Regions from separate parts of the Danio rerio genome. Here region 2 is linked to region 1. The links are chromatin contacts, called in public Micro-C maps. All regions are on one chromosome and are shown on one strand. Each heading gives the region's core, a stretch centred on a gene start, on an enhancer-like site or on the middle of the called end of the contact. The rest is flanking DNA. Distances are from core to core; before and after follow the strand shown.

Evidence for each region. A called contact is a pair of places that touch in the nucleus more often than the background predicts.
Region 2: a Micro-C map of caudal fin shows a contact between it and region 1, with 1.6 times the contacts expected there. The contact joins the enhancer-like site here to the promoter of ackr3b in region 1. A contact is called at or near these places in 2 of 18 Hi-C or Micro-C datasets (caudal fin and an unstated tissue).

What each region holds. Positions count from the first base shown.
Region 1 is chr6:16,723,616-16,729,127 of GRCz12tu, reverse strand. It overlaps ackr3b (atypical chemokine receptor 3b), which reads left to right and starts at 2,103. Exons shown (of 2, transcript NM_001083832.1): 1 at 2,103-2,201.
Region 2 is chr6:16,805,115-16,810,626 of GRCz12tu, reverse strand. It overlaps drc11 (dynein regulatory complex subunit 11), which reads right to left. Exons shown (of 18, transcript NM_001098731.2): 12 at 3,064-3,131; 13 at 2,590-2,672. Among named protein-coding and RNA genes, the nearest start is that of pimr197, 61 kb to the left of the region's middle. Within about 2 kb of position 2,811, at least 14 of the 62 cell types and tissues checked have an H3K27ac peak or open chromatin away from gene starts, as enhancers often do. A contact at or near this core is called in caudal fin, where this site is marked.

The DNA of each region.
Region 1 (5,512 bases), core at 854-3,353:
TTTCATTTAAATTTCCGCTTTGCTTGAGTCACATACAATAGCCTAGGTACTGGCTGTTAGCCAGAACATATAAAGCTAAACAGAGGCCAGCTGAAGATTCGGAACAGGTGAGCTTCCTCGAGCATAAATTTAGCATGCTGCCTGGAAGTCTTTGAGGAATTGCCAAGAGGATGCAAAAAGAATGAAACAGTTGTGGGACAGGAAAAAAGTAACAACAAAACAAAATTCACCTGTTACAACTTACAACATGTTGCAAGCCACATTTTCTAAAATACTTTACCTTGAAGCATGAACTAAAATAAACAATTAATCCATTTGATAGAGTGTAAGTAATTCTAACAATTATCATAATAATTTAAATATTTTAATTTATTATTATCCATTAACAAACTAGCTACAGTGCTCATCATATAGAAGTACACTCCTCACAAATCTATCTTTTAAATTCATATTTGTATTTTTATTCGTGCATATACAGTACAATATAGATTACTTAGTACTTAATCCAAATCTGGAGCTTATCTAACAAAATAACTTACGATAATGGTCCAAAAACTAGTGTACCCAGATTTATGTTATCGAAAAATTTTAAATACAAGTTTTAAAAAGAGAAAAAATCAAAAGAAAAGAAAAAACAAAAAAACTTAAACATTTTGTAGGTTGTAATTTCTTTTGCAATATTTTGCTTGAATTAATTGTTTGATCTTTCAATTTGTTTGGTAACTAAAATATTATTTTAATAAAAATATCTGTTTAATTAATCTGTTTTGTTTAAATGCACCAAAACACATTGCCTATTCACTGAGAAATGGATACAAATATTAATTTTTAAAATGGGGTGTGGGCGGCGAATTTAAATTTTTATTTTTTTATTTTTTTGCTTTATTAACAAGAACCAGCATGTGGTTTTAATATACAACAAAATCACTTCACATTCCTTAACAAATGAAGATTAAATGAGAAAAATAAAAACAATAAATAAATAAAGATAAAACAGAGAAGGCACATAATTATCAAATTACATTTAAATATATTGCACATATTTGTCCAATTTTAGTTATTAAGAAGAGTTATTAAATGCACCTTTACTACAGGAAATGCATATATACAAACGTTTTTTATGGAAAAATGTCAAGGGAGGAGCATATATTAACTGTTTTAATTGCTTAGAAATCCCTTTACATTCCCAATACATTGAATCTCTTTTTCTAGCATCATGAAGAAATATTGGTAGCGCGGTTACACTGTGGCTATCGCCTCACAGCAAGACAAAACATGAAGGTTGCTTTTTCGAGCATCTGCTGGATCAGTTGGCATTTCTGTATAGAGTTTGCATGTTCTCTATGTGTTATTGTCGGTTTCCTCCGGTTGCTCCGTTTTCCCCCACAGTCCAAAGACATGCTCTATAGGTGGTGATCACTGATTAATAAAGGCACTAAGCAGAAAGAAAATGAATAAATAATAAACATAGGGTGTACTCAATTATGCTGAGCACTGTAAATAATGATAATAACATTATAATAAAACATTAACTGGTACATTCAAATGACAATGTCAATTTCTGCCTAATAACCTAGCCTAAAAAGTGAATTTTAATATGTTAGCAATGCAAAATGTTTTTTTGTTATAGTAACGATATAGCCTAATGGCTAATTCAAAATGTCACCCAACAAAAACTATAGATTAAATAGAGCAAACATACATGTAGCCTATATACATATGTACAAACAAACATTCATATGTATATGCTTCATTTAAATAGGTAATAAATAATGCTAATATGTGTACATTCAGCCTTGTGTAAGGATTTTACAAGTCCTCAATGAAACTTTCGCATGGATATGCTGCTTTGATTTTTCTAAACAACTCTCGTGTGAAAACAAAAACACAAAAGCTTATTCTGTTATTCCAACAGATTTTTTTGTGTGGATTGCTATTTAAAATGGGAGTGGAAATCCGATGTGTCGCACGTCCGCCATTCACATTGTTGTTGGACAGAAACTTGAGTGATTCACTTTTCCGATCTGCCTCGGGAGGCGTAACTCTCAGCACTATATGAGCAAGTGCAGTCAGAGCGCAGAGGGACAATCACGCCATCCTCTCTCTCGTACGGATATCTACAAGACTTTGACATTTTCTCCAGGCATCGGAATCTCATTACCAAAGGCTTGATTAAACGTCTAGGAGCACCAAACCACATCGTAAGTTCATTTTATCGTTTTGTTCGTTTGTGTTTATTTGTGTGAGAGATTTTGTTTTAAAATGCAGCTGTTTTGCGCTCGTATCGGACCATATACTGTATGATTATACTTCTGTAAGATGTTTAGAAGATATCAGATTTAAATTAGATCCCAAAACCAACTTGCTTTGATTCTATACTTTTAAAAAGGCACATTTAAAAACAAATTAACCGAGCCTGAATCTCTCAGCTGGAGATGTGTGGATTATCAGTGTGCCATCCCGCGTATTCGTCCCTTTAAATACCATTGTCCAATAATATTACTTCATGAAACATAAACAAATACTTTTTAAGCTTACATAATGCAGATATTAAGTGTATTTTACCAGTAGAACCTTGAATATGGTTAGGTAGAATAACTCTTTTTGGTTTGTTTTGAAAAAAAAAATCATGTAAATCAACTAATGTAAATAATGAGGTTGTTATGCTTGAGTTTTATATTGTTTTGTGAAATGTTTGTAAATCTGGGACAAAATTTTAATGATGAGCAGTTTTCGTTGCTGTTAAAACTCCTCAGTAAATGTTAAGACAGGCAACTTAAATTATTTTATTTTAGACACACACATATATATGATTATTTCTTTCCAGTGAACACAAATCTGAAAGTTAATGTAAAATAATTGATTTACATTTCTATAATTCATCCTGGTATCTAGTTTCCATCCAGTATCCAAACAAGGGATTTGTTTTACCCCCCATGCTTTTGTTCCTTTTTCACAATTACACTTACAATGAAGTGAATGAATGCTTTTACCATGGCTGATATTTTCCTTCTATGCTTGCAAAACACTTTGGACTGAGACAATACTGAGTTTCAAGGAAACTTAGAGACTTCAAGTGAAAGAGACAGGGAGAGAGGGGGAAGGAGGGACTGAATGGAGAGTCGGTGTGTCCGCACAGCTAACTCTTTGTGCGGGCAAGTGTGCTCGCAGCCTGGGGCTGTGAGATCAGGTGAGGGGCCGCTGTGTTTGAGCTGTGTAAATGCAGCAGTTTTACAACAAGGCTAGGGGACGTGATTGTGGTGCTTGGGGCCGTCTGTAATGGACCATCACTTTTTATGGCACCTGATTTTTTTCAATTGCACCTGGTAAGTCAGGTCAGAGGTTTACGCTGCCCTCTCTGTCTCCTTAATGATGTCAAAGTGGAAAGCTGTAAAATATGTATGTTTCAGAGGAGATTGGGGAATCTTGCAGCACTCTAGATCACAGGATGCATTAAGAGCAGCTGTGTCTCTTCTCATATTTCCTTTAATGATATTAAGGTCAGGCGTTAACCGTGTTCCGGGGTCAAAAACAGCGGGTTGATTTGGAATGAAAATAAACAAGCCTAAACAAACTCTTTCTCCTGATGGCTCTTTAGCAAAACACAGCACGCTTGCAGTTGTATTTTTTATGCCAGGCCAATTGTAAGCTGATATTTTGTTTAATCTTCTCAGTCAGTGCTTCAGAAATGACATATTAAGAATGAGCATAACAGTGTTTATCTTTTCTGCTTCACTGTGCAGAGAAATCTTTTTAAAAGCCCACTGAAATGCATCAGTGTTTTCATTACTATGCAAACCCTGGGGGTTGAAGATCAAATATGTGTGATTAGAGACGCATGTGCATCTGTGTTTGAGTAAGTGTAAATGAAAAACTTTGACAGAGCGCCAGTGTGGCTGCTCTCTGTTCTTTTTAGCTTTTGTCAGTTCAAAGCCTGGCATCAAGTCCTCAAGCTGAGCATATCATTTTTGAGAAAAGACCCTTTCACCCCTGTGTGTCGCAGCGGTTGCCCATCCTCCCCTCTGACCTGCCTTACTCCCATCGGGCATCAGTCTTTTTCTAATGCTTTCAGAAGGGCTATACTCTGCTCATTCAGATCACTTCACTGGCCTGTTGCTTGAGCTGAACTTTTTGCATAGCCAAAATGCCTCCCATTTGCCATGGTTATCTGCTTGGATTTTCACTGGGTCAATGCATCTGCCAACAAGCCTTTGCTCAACCATCTGAGTTTTATAGTTTTGCTGCTGGGCATTTAGACCTTATGTTCTGTACAGAAGTACAGCACAGTCTTTGAGCACTGAAGTCTTTGCTTTTTATTAGTTTAGTCTGAAAATATTACATGCAATTAATGAAGTAATATTTACATATTATGTATTACATTATTTAAAATGTGTCCGCTAAATTAGTCATGTGTAGGGCCAGACACAATCAGCAGACATTTTTTGCTATTTCTGCTGAGAATTTTGTAAAAAAATTCTGCAGATTTTGCGTAATGATTTTAGGAGTATCATAACTAAAAACGTAATTTACTAAATAAATATTAATACATTTTTTACTTTTATTTAATATTTACAATGCAACTGCAAATATATTCACTAATTTGGTACACAAACCAAGTCTCATTTAATATATCTACTAAAACACAGAAAATATTACTTTACAAACTGAGTTGTAAAAAAATCATAAGAACATTTTGATATTACCATTGTTATATCACAAAAATATTAGTGAACTTAATCTAAAAACTGTATAAATAATATCAATTCACACACATTTATTGAGGTAAATACATAGACGGTTTCCCCACCATAATGGGATAAAAAACTTTAGAAATGTGCAGATTTCTGCACGCGCAGATTCCATGTGGGCCTAGTCTTGTGGTCCAACCATCATATAGACATTGATTATTGTGTCTTGATCCATTAATTTCAGAAAAATCTACTTTTTAAAACAAGGCAAAGGTCATTAATATTCTAAAAAGTCATGTGGTTTGAACAAATGATAATATTTATGAATAACTTAAATTGAAAAATCTGTACAATCAAAGTGGTTAAATGTTAACATTCATATAATGAGAGGCGATGCAGTTGCGCAGTTGACAGCCTTACGTACTGCGCAACTGCATCGCCTCTCATTATATAGTAGGTGACATAAAATGGTCTTAAAATGACAATAACATTGTTCATCGCAATTTATTTTGGTGCAATATATCATACAACAAAAATAGATATCGTGACAAGCCTAAGTGTGTAAATATCAAATAAAAAATGTTAACATTTAACCACTTTGATTGTACAGATTTTTCTTACTACCAAAGAACACAATATATTTTATTTGAAAAAATATTTCATTTAATTGCATTTTAACAGTTTAATTAGTTAACATTCAATACATAGAGTACATTTAAATAAACCTGAAAAGTATATTTAATTTTATTTATTACAATATATCATCATTCTTTTCATCTTAGATGATTTAAATTTTATACAACCCAGTAACCCTGGGAAATAAA
Region 2 (5,512 bases), core at 1,562-4,061, 81 kb before region 1:
GAAATGTGCAATGACATGACTCGGAGCAATGTTTTTTTTTCAATTCCCAAAAATGTAGGCTGTAGAGACAGAGGTCTTGAATTTGGTAAGGCATCCTCTGCTATGTTATGTCTGTTATGTTTAAATTTTGATATGCTTTGTGTACAAATGTGAGCATAAGCTACATAAAAAAGCAAAGTATGTTTTAGCCTTACATATTGAAATCAAGACTACAGCTCTGAGACTGGACTTTATCAGATTAAGCTGTACAAATTAATTCCAAGAATGATCAGCTGGAACCCTGAAATGTTTAGTAAACAAATGACTTCAGATGCAGTTTGGAGGCCAAAATTGTGACCCCAGCAATTGAACTGGGACAAGAGTCTCTGTTTTCAATGTGGCATTACACCCTGCCAAGAAACTGAGAGAGAGAATGATTGTGAAGGGGCCTTCAATGTCCACTGCCAAAGTAAGATCAAGTATTATCTGGTACTGCTGGCAGAGTGGACTGTACGTTTTGGCCAATTCTACTACTATTTCAACAAATGCTAGACTTCTGTAAAAATACAAAATTATTAAAATGTGAAAAAAGTAAAAATATAGATTTGTTGTAAAACTTTGGCTGTACAAATGGTAAGCAGTACTAAAAACACATGAACAAACCAACCCAGGCTCATTCTGAAAACATACCTCCATACACATTTCTGGGGACTGCCAAATACGTCCCAGGAGCTACGTTTTTTTTTTGGAGTTTGTTTGTTCTCAAATCAACCAGAGGCTGCTGTGTACTATTTTTGAGCTTATTAATTTCTTTTACAAGTGCTATTCACAACTGCTCTCGCGAAATACGTCCCAACGTTTTTTTTGCAGTTTGTGTTTTCTCAAATCGACCAGAGGCCGCTGTGTACTATTTTTGAGCTTATTAATTTCTTTTACAAGTGCTATTCACGTTTGCTCTCTTCACATAAATCCTACAGACGCCACTGTTGACTGACTATTAGACTGACTGAATGACTGACTGACTGACCAATCGACTGACCCACCCTCCTCCTTACCTAAACCCAATCAATAGTATGTTAACCCGCCGACGTACATGCCAAGCTAGCTGGACAAACTGGTAACAGCAAGAAAACCGTCCATATGGAGGTAAGCGGTCAGCTGGTAAGCGCGAAAAGGAACGACGTCTTACTGCCCGTAGCATTCATTTTAAAAATTAAATGCAGCCATATATACTTCTGCATACATAATTCGCGATCTTCAGAAACATATAAATAGAGCAACATTTTCAGAATGAGCCTTTGTTGAAACAAGCATATTTTACAATTCTAGTGCAGCATAGTTAAGTTTTTTTGTCATATTGATTACTATCTGTTTATTACCATACTTTTACTACAAAAATAGTAGTACCAAATATGGTACGGTACTATGGTTTCTGAATGTACTGTAGCAAAGCTACGCACAGTGAACTTGTTTATGACACATCACTTATGTTCTTTAGTTGACATTACCATGGTAATTTTTAGTTTTTTTTTCATCAGTCATGTTCAGTAGAGTTTTATATTACATCTAATGTTGATAACTAATGTTTTATTGCATTACTTTAGTGCCATGTGTGCTACAATAATGGTATTTAGTTGTTGTATAAATCACACAGAGAACCTTCTACATAATAATAGGTTTCTTTTCTCGTTGTAAAGTCTCTTTAGAAGAGCTTTTGTCAGTGTATTACAAACAACATAGGCTTATTCGGAAAACGTAGCCCTATAAACATTTCTGGAGATCACAATTTATGTAGGCAGAAGAACGTATGGCTGAAGTTCATCTTTAAAACGAATGCTACGGGGCTTACCTCCGTATGGACAGTTTTCCCGCTATTAACAGTTTGTCTAGTTAGCTTGCCATGTACGTTGGCAGACTTGAGATGCAGAGAGGTGTTGATCACAACGACAGGGTTTGAGTCTGGGGAAGAACGATTCCAAAGCAGGTACGACAAAAACAGAAGCCAAAAAATAAACAAGCAAATAAGAAGGTGAGAATGTGGTAAAGCATGAAAACGTGGTAAAAATCAGGCGAGGGCTTTCTTTTCTGGACTGCTTTTTAAAAACGTTGGCTGGGTTTTTTGGAAGCGGGTGGTTTGGGTCAATCGGTGCTTTTGAAAACACTAATAATTGGGATTAGGAAAGGAGGGTGGGTCAATCGATCGCTCTGTCATTCAGTCGACAGCAGCCTCTGGTGGATTTATGCGAGGAGATCTGACAAAGTGTACACAGTGGCCTCTAGTGGATTCACGGAAATAAAAACTGCAAAAAACGTAGCTTCTGGAACGTATTTGGCACTCTCCAGATATGTATATAGCGGTACGTTTTTAGAATGAGCCTGGATTGATTATTATTAACATTGTTTAAGCAGATTTTTTATTTTAAATTATACAGATTTTTTTAAAGTGCTGTCAAATATGTACACCATTTAAACAAAAATATAACTGTGATACATCTGAAAAAACACAAATATAAAATGCTTAGTTCAAGTATTAAAGCAGAGTTCACTCACTGACACTTTTAAAGGGGATACTAGTGACTTGTCTCAGTAGTAAAAGTGTTTGTTTTTTACCTATGTAATCTGACAGCTTGACATTCATTGGCCTGATTATGATGCCTTCCAGGACAAGTTCCTCATATAGAGATTCTATGGTCCTATATAGGGAAGACAAAAAATAGAGACAGTTTAATAGAGAGAAAAACAGAAAGAGCATTGCAAACTGATCAGTCATGCAGCGTATCTGACGCAACCCTCCATTACATCACAGTGTTCAAAGCCAGCCATGAATTCTTGCGTTCCACATGGATGTCCGCCAGTCACCCTGTGAGCTCCAAACTCTGACATTCACAATAACACTCGAGCACTTTCCAGAAGCACAATCCCTCTATTGCCGAAATCCCACAGTGTTCCGGTGTCTTAACACGTGATTTACATCTCTCGGTCACAGTGGCAAAGGTCAAATTTATTTTAGCAATGATTGAACTATGGTATTATATATTCTTGTGAAACAGACTTTGTATTTTCCACTGGTTTAGTTGTACAAACCTGTCAGCTGTGAGGTCTTTCTCTTTCTTTTTCTTCTTCTTTCCAGTCTTCCGCCCTTTCTTCTTTTTCTGAAGCAAAGAAAATGTGTTTTTAGTTATGATAACAATCACGTAAGAAAGTAATTCTGAATCAGGAATGACAGGGGTGGTAAAGTATGTGTCATAAAACAGTTTGGATATTATGTTTTTGTTTCTGGACTGTATTAAATAAGAATGGAATAAGTCTTAACTCTAATCAAAGTGTGCTTAGATTAGTGTCAGACTGTAAAAGATGTATATTTCTTCTTTTAATATAAAGCATATCTGTTTCAGTATATACTGTATAATCTTCTGACAGTACAAAAAAAAAGGTTTAATAACAGAAGTGTGCATCAATTGACAGCTTATAAATGTCAACTATACTGATTTAAAAAACTAACTTTTTTAAAAACATTTGTTTTACTTAGACGATGCCCTTTCAGCTGCAATCCATCACTGGTAAACACCCATACACATTCACACACATACACTACAGACAATAAGACTGTCATGAAACCTTTATAATATTAACATGACATGCCATGAATCAATTTTTATACATGACTATGACATTATTAAGTTATTGGGCCCTATCATACACCCAGTGCAATACGGCGCAAGACATGTTTGGCACGATTTGTTGCTAATTTTCAGACCAGCGCAACCCTAATTTTCATGTTTCGCACCGCATTTTTTTACATAGCAAATACATTTACACTACTTTGTGGACTCATGGGTATGCTGGTCTAAAAAAGAGTTGTGTTAAGGCGCATTGCGCATTGTTGGTGCCTTCTCTTTTGAGAAATTGAAAAAGAACTCACCATTGACCAAATAAAACCTGCTCTAAAGTCTAGGGCAGAGCACCTATGCAGGTTCAAACGCTCAATACACACAGAATGTAAAGCAATGCACACATATCTTTACATATGAAAAATACTAAAGGATTAAAATGTTACAAAATTATTATTTACTACATAAATATATAAAAAAAAAATACTACTTCATGCCTTCATCTCGGTTTTTTTTTTACTTTATCCATGACAATTTGCATTTTTTATTATAATGTTATTATTATTATTATTAGCAGTATACATACATATTTATATTTGTTTTAATTTTAAAAAGTTTAGATTTATCTACCTGTTGGGTTTTAGAGACGTCTGCATCAGCATATAGGGCATTAGAATAGGATGTGTTTGGACATGACCACACTTTGTTATTATTGTTCATTTATTAATTTGCTGGAAATTAGAACTGATTTTAGAAATATTTTTGGAACAGATCTTTTATTAAATATGTAGGATAATGGATGTCTTCAGTGGAGTACATACAACACTGTTTACTTATCCACAAAAGTAAAGGAGTAAAGTAATGAGTAAGGTACAGTAAAGAGAAAGTAAAGAGATGGTGAATGGAGGAAGCTCATTCTTTATCCTCATGCTGCAGATGGTCTGTTTAAGTTCTTTCTTGCAAGTGAAGCATTCGGTTTTTCCACTTATAAAGTCCGCCATTTAAAATGCACCATGTCGCAACGCAGCTGACTCATTAAGAGAATAAGCAAAATCCTGTTATGCTGCGTTCACACCAGAAGCGAAAAAGCATGAAGCGCAAGTGATTTACATGTTAAGTCAATGCTGAGACACGAATAGACATCCTGCGGCAAAATACGCGTGAATGAGGCGGTGCGAATACCGCGTTTTGCGTGAATAAAGCGCCGTGAGTGGAGTGTTTTGCGTAATTGACGTGCTTATTGCGCGTTTCACGCGAAGTGAAGTTTATTTATAAACTAATTTTGAGAGGATCACGTGTTTATGATTGCTTGCAGCTAGCCATGCATTATTCAATTTATGATTCACCAATCAGACGATTCCTAAGCCACTATAAATACCCTAAGTTCCATATAACAGCCATCTTCATTTTGAAGAATCCCCCCTTCCACCCCTACTCTTCTTCCTTACCTAGATGGGTGGCACGGTGGCCCATTGGTTAGCACTGTTGCCTCACAGCAAGAACGTCCTAGGTTCTAGTCTTCTCCAAGCCAGCCAACGTTTCTGTGCAGAGTTTACACGTTCTCCCCTTGCTCACGTGGGTTTCCCCCGGGTTCCCCGGTTTCCTCCCACCATACAAAAACATGCAACTTAAGTTAATTGACTAATCCAAATTGGCACCGTAGACATGCTCCAAGTAAATAGTTACCTCTTAAGAGCAATCACTACCTGTTCATTAGTTACTACAGCTAGGGAGTTCTCGAGATCTACCTGAGCTCAAACTCCCTTCTCGCCTTGCAAACAGGAGGGAGCCCCGGACTCGAGGATCTTATGAGCTCAGGGCTCTCTCCCAGGACAGCATGCCAAACAAGCTCTATAATCAGTCATCAGCTAAGTGTGAACTCTTGAAATTATCAAGTTAGAAAATCTGAACTTCAGTGGACA